Linked DNA regions of Sus scrofa: region 1 is linked to region 2. Evidence: chromatin contacts called from public HiChIP or PLAC-seq data. All regions are on one chromosome and are shown on one strand. Each heading gives the region's core, a stretch centred on a gene start, on an enhancer-like site or on the middle of the called end of the contact. The rest is flanking DNA. Distances are from core to core; before and after follow the strand shown.

Region 1 (2,700 bases), core at 9-2,508, 40 kb after region 2:
ACCGTCCCAAAACGTGGGGTGCTGGTCCTATTCTCCTAGGTCTTTGCAACCTGATGGCTTCGGGTTGTGCAGCTTGGAGAGGAGCACTTGTCTGGGTCTGAAACTCCTACTCGAAGATCACTCGCTGCCACCACTTCCAAAGGAAAACTGCTGGAAGTGCATGCAGGGGAGGGCCTGAAGCCTGCGCTCTTGGGAGCGGACCCTAACTTTATATTCCTGGCACCTACTAAGGATGACCTCTTTGGAGGTGGTGGGGGGCTCTACGTCTGGGCAAAGCCACAGCTGCCCTGGCTCTGAGTGCACAGAGGAGGGTGGGGGTGGAGAAGGGTGACCCCAAGCCCGCCTCCCTTCCCCCAACAATGCCAGCAACAAATAATACTCTCTTGTCTGGGATGGGGGGGGACAATGGTCCCACAGAAAGGCTGGTGGGGGGCAGGGCAGGAGAGCACTGGACAAAGGGCTTCATTCAGCACCCCTGCCACCTCCTCCTCTGCCCTGGTTCCCCCCCACCAAAGTCTTGGTCTTTGTGCCTGCCCCAGGACTGGGCGGTACTGGACACCTGTGTCCAGGGTCTAGCTCTGCCCACCCCTTGCTGTGTGTCAGCAGCACCTCTCTGAGCCGCTTGTTTTCCTGCCAGCAAAAAGCCACAGGTGATAGTTTTTACTGTAAGCCGCCTTCTCCTCTCAATCGGGAGGCCCCACCTCCCGCCAGTCCCCTGCGAGCTCAGCTGGCGTACGTTTATCTCCGATGAGGCCCCGAGCAGGGGAGCGCGCCGCAGGCCCACCCAGCGTGGGCCCAGCGTGTTACCTGAGCCCACCGGCCTCCCGCGTCTGCCCCGGGGCTGCTGCCCGATTCCCTTCCTCTTCCAGCGCTGTCCCCACTCCCCGACTCTCCCCGCGTCGCAGCTACCTCCGGGCTGCACCGGACTGCCGAGAAAACCCCAACTCCACTCCGGAACCACGCTCCTCATTTGCATGCCACTTCCTCCCCCAGTCGCCCAGCGCTCCCCTTCTCCACTAAGGTGCTATCCTGGCCCGGTCCGCTCGCTCCCCTCCCGGCCCTTCCCGCGCCCGCTCACCATGATGAGGAGGAGGCGCCGCGGTCGCCGCCTTCGCAGCACTGGCTCTCCGGGGCCGCCCGCCCGCGCGGAGGGACACGGAGTCTAGCGGTGGCGCGTGGCCACGCTCGGCCGCCTTACATAGCCCGGGGGCGGAGCGCCCGCGGGCGGGACGGGGGTGGGCCGGCTCCGGCTCCGGCCCCCTCTGCGCAGGCGCGGCGAATCGAAACTCGAAACTGATTCGGCAGGGGGTGGAAAGGACCCCGCTCCCGTGCGCTCGGGCTGTGGTGCCCCTGTGCCTCAGTCAAGCAGCTGCGCGGCGGCCGGGGACCAAGGTGGAGGCGGACGGCTGGTGTGGCCTGTTTTTCTTGTAGGAGTTACGGACAAACACCTTGAAGGAGACAGTCACCCTCCTCGGTCCCGCACGGAAATTGGGTCGAGGCGAGGAAGGCAGGGTCTTCCAAGTGCAAGGCTGAATCCTGTCTTTAAGTTTTGATATCGTACTCATCATCACTTTTTGCATGAATTTTTTTCAGCACGCAGAAGTTCCCAGTCGAGGGCTATAACCCTCGCTACAGCAGTGGCGATGCCTGGCCCTTAACCTGCTGAGCCACTAGGAAACTCCAGTTTTTGCTTTTTTTTTTTTTTTTTAACCATATTGCATTAAAATAGTTTCTCTTTTCTCAGTGAGTTTTTTTGGACCCTACATTACTTAAAAGTTGCATTCGAAATGACTCATTTGCCTCCCCCTAGCCTCAGCCTAAAGTCAGCCTCTGCCCCCACCAACCCCAACACTTCAGGAATTGTGGAGATGGGATTAGGATGGCAATGGCCAAAGGGATAGATGAATAACGTGAAATCCTAACTCACCCTCTGAGGCAGCTGCTCAGCCACCCCCTCTGTGAAACCACTGAAAGCTGAGGTGGGTTTTCAAGAGCTTCCTGTGTACCAGGTGCTGTGCTAAGTACCCATATAAACCTCAGGTGTGAGAAAACAGCCTTGCAGACAACGGTTTACTTGACTATATGGTGGCGGGAGGCGGGATCAGCTGCAGCTCCTACTCCCACAGTCCTGGGGCAGACACCTTCCTTCTCCCTCTGGGTCCTAGAGCCCAGCGTCCCACCAGCACCAGCGTGCATTTCATTCGGCTGTCCAGGCTTAGGGGTTTACAAGTAGGCTGCCTTCACTATGTGATGGATGAGAGGTCTCATCCTTATTTCTTCCAGAAAGCCTCCCACAGTCCTCTGCACACAGTAGGTACTCAGCAAGATGAACCAATGGCCAGCAGCTGGGCAGATGTACCTCTACTCCCAGGCCTTTCTCTGTCCTCCCCTCCTTAAGGGTTTTGAGTTCCTTAGAGCTCACCCATTTCTTCATTCTCCTGAAACTGTTCCTTCTTCTTCCTTTTTTTTTTTTTTTTTTTTTTTTTGGCTTTTTTAGGTCCAAATCTGTGGCGTATGGAGGGTCCCAGGCTAGGGGTCAAATTGGAGCTGTAGCAACACCAGATCCGAGCCATGTCTGGGATCTACACCACAGCTCACACCAATGCTGGATCCTTAACCCATTGAGAGAGGCCAGGGATTGAACCTGCGTCCTCATGGATACTAGTCAGATTCACTTCCGCTGAGCCACAACAGGAACTC
Region 2 (2,700 bases), core at 79-2,578:
GACTTTTCTCTTCCAAAAACCTGAGCCTCTCCCATCCTCTGTTCCCCAGGTGCTAGGTGTGATTTAGCTTCCTCAGCACTGTGATAGGCAGGGGCCATGCAGGCAACTTACCAACAATGGCACAGACTGTTTTACTGAAGAAGGGGGATAAATCCTTTTTAAATTCCCTTGAGCCCCTCTTATTTTAGTATCCATTAACTCTAATTTTTTTTTTAATCTTTTTTTAGGGCCGCACCCACAGCATATGGAGGTTTCCAGGCTAGGGAACCTACACCACAGCCACAGCAACGCCAGATCTGAGCCACCTCTGCGACCTACACCACAGCTCAGGGCAACGCCAGATCCTTAATCCACTGAGCAAGGCCAGGGATGGAACCTGTGTCCTCATGGATGCTAGTCAGATTCGTTTCTGCTGAGCCACGACGGGAACTCCAGTACCGGTTAACTTTAATTTTTAACTTCAAACTCCCCCAATTTAACCTCAGGAAACCCCAATACAATTCAAGGCCACAAATATTATTGGTTTGAGTGAAGGGAGTTGCTAAAAAGATGATCAGGCTGTGTCCTTGCCCTCTCTGAGTTCCCGATCCAGACTGCATTTGACAAGACAAGCGTGCTGAGCAGGGAGTTTACATAAGGGTTGAGAGCAATGGGGACACTGTGGAGAAGGGACCTCACCCCGTGAGCTGCCTTATAAACTCCAGAGCAGAGTCTGGGGCCCCATGCCACCCTCCCTAGGTTTAATGCTGAGATGGCACTCCCGGAGGCTGACATGAAAGCAGCCTCATCAAAGGGTCAGCGTCATTAGGGTGATGAACCAGTTGGTGCTTGGAGATCCAGAGGGGATGAAAGGCGCGGTGTGAAGACGCCCTGCGTTCCTCTGGCTTGGTTGGGCAGGGCTTCTAGGGGCCGATGAACGCTGGGGAAGAAGGACTCAAAGTGTCTCTTCTTTCCTTTCGTGAAGGAAGCTGTGGACACACTCTCAAGGTCGAAAAGATAGTAGTGGGGGGGGGGGGCTCTTTCCCTCCAGGTCACAGGATCCCTACCCAGTCCGACTCTCCGAGCCTCACGGGAGACTCTCTAGGATTGGAAGTTGTTATGGCAACGAGGCTCTCAGAATACTGAGAAAAGCCAAAGCCTAGAGAGGAGACAGCAGCCTGTATCCCTCGTCCGACCCAAGGGTAAAGTGGCGCCCCCTACGCACAGGAACCGTCTCTGGGTCCCCGCCCCAGGGCGGAGACCACCGTGGACCTCCGAGGGCGGGAGGCCGCTCTGGCCCCAAGCAGAGCCTCTCGCTGGTAGACGGGCCCGAGGGAACCCCTCTGGGCGCAGCGCCGCCGAGCTGCTCGATGGTCCGACCGGAAGTGCTCTTCACCGCCGGCCTCCCACCCGGCTCTCTGGTCCCGGCGGTAAGATGGCGGCTGCCGCGGAGTGCGATGTGGTAATGGCGGCGACCGGGCCAGAGCTGCTCGACGACGAGGAAGCGAAGAGGTAACCGGGTGGCAGGGTAGGGGAACGGGCGAGCTTAAGCTCCGTGGCTCCGGGAACCCCGTCCTTGCCGTGGTGCAGCCCCTGTCGAGGCGATGCCCCGCCCTCCGAGACCCCCCCCCCCCAATCTGGGCTCGAGTCCGGATGGACCCCCTGAAGGGGCGCTCTCGGAGGTCGGCCCTTCCCTCCAGCTTCCGCCTGGCTGGGGAGCTGAGGCTCGGCCTTGTTTCCCCAGCAGAGAGGAAGGTCGTCCTCATTGCAGAGGCCAGGTCTCTGAGGGGATCTGGGAGGTTTGTTGCGGGGTGGGGGAGGCGGCGCAGTGGTGATGACGACTTCTTACATCGCCCCCGACCCCCTCCTCCTCTTGCTAACTTCTGCACATTGTTGTCTATCAGCACTTTGCATCGCCAGAACCCTCTTTTCTCTCTCCCTTTCCTCCGTAGTTATACCCCAGCGAGTACTAGTCTGGCCCGAGGTGATTGTGTGTCTTCATTATTGACCTGGTGGCCCCTCGGTTGCCCTAGAAGTTGAAGGTGATAAAGAAGGGTGAGGGGCTTGTCTCATGGTCTGCACGCCCAGCCCCCCGTCCCCCTCCGTCCTTCCTAAGATCCTCATTTTCCCCAGGACTATTTCTTAAGCAGCAAGAAGGAGGCCAGCTGCTTGGGCGCTGTTGGCGCTGCTGGGCAGCCGCAGTGGCTCGAGATTGCCAGTCCGGACTAGCCAAGGGAGCTGCTGAGTGAGTGGTTTTCGAGAACACTCTGGGTTTTGGCTACAGCTAAAGCAGGTTATTGGAGTGGGGTTGGAACACAGTTGTGGGTAGTCATACTTGTCCTAATGCTGGAGCGGAATTCACGAAAAGGTTCTGGAAGTTTGGAGCCCTTTCCTTATCAGGCGCAACTTAATTGACTACGGTTCCCTCGTTCTCCTTCCTACTTATTGCATATCTTTATATCAAGCCCATATGGCTTCAGTCTGGGTGGTTTCAGGTGGTGCGTAGTTCATGAGATCTGCAGTCAGGATTCTGAGGGGTATTTTGTTTGTTTGTTTGTGTGTTTTTACTGTCCAGGTTTGAAACATAAGGGGTGCTCAGGGAGGCAGATGAATAGTTACCAAGTTTAAGGATGGTTATTGCAGTCAGTGTCCCAAGTTCCTGACCTCTTGGAAGCCAAGAGCCTCACAAAGTGGAGTAGGCCCCTGGGATTTCAGAGACGT

The links. HiChIP or PLAC-seq counts read pairs in DNA pulled down with a chosen protein or histone mark.
Region 1: an H3K27ac HiChIP or PLAC-seq map of skeletal muscle shows a contact between it and region 2. The contact joins the promoter of CNP here to the promoter of DNAJC7 in region 2. A contact is called at or near these places in 2 of 5 promoter capture datasets (fetal liver and liver), 25 of 47 Hi-C or Micro-C datasets (alveolar macrophages, blood, brain and 12 more) and 2 of 2 datasets of contacts at active chromatin or transcription factors (alveolar macrophages and skeletal muscle).

What each region holds. Positions count from the first base shown.
Region 1 is chr12:20,764,397-20,767,096 of Sscrofa11.1, forward strand. It overlaps CNP (2',3'-cyclic-nucleotide 3'-phosphodiesterase), which reads right to left and starts at 1,259. Exons shown (of 4, transcript XM_003131420.5): 1 at 1,079-1,259. The coding sequence starts at 1,081. TTC25 (tetratricopeptide repeat protein 25) reads right to left here. Exons shown (of 12, transcript XM_021066990.1): 12 at 1,692-2,700.
Region 2 is chr12:20,724,609-20,727,308 of Sscrofa11.1, forward strand. It overlaps DNAJC7 (dnaJ homolog subfamily C member 7), which reads left to right and starts at 1,329. Exons shown (of 15, transcript XM_003131409.5): 1 at 1,329-1,491. The coding sequence starts at 1,415.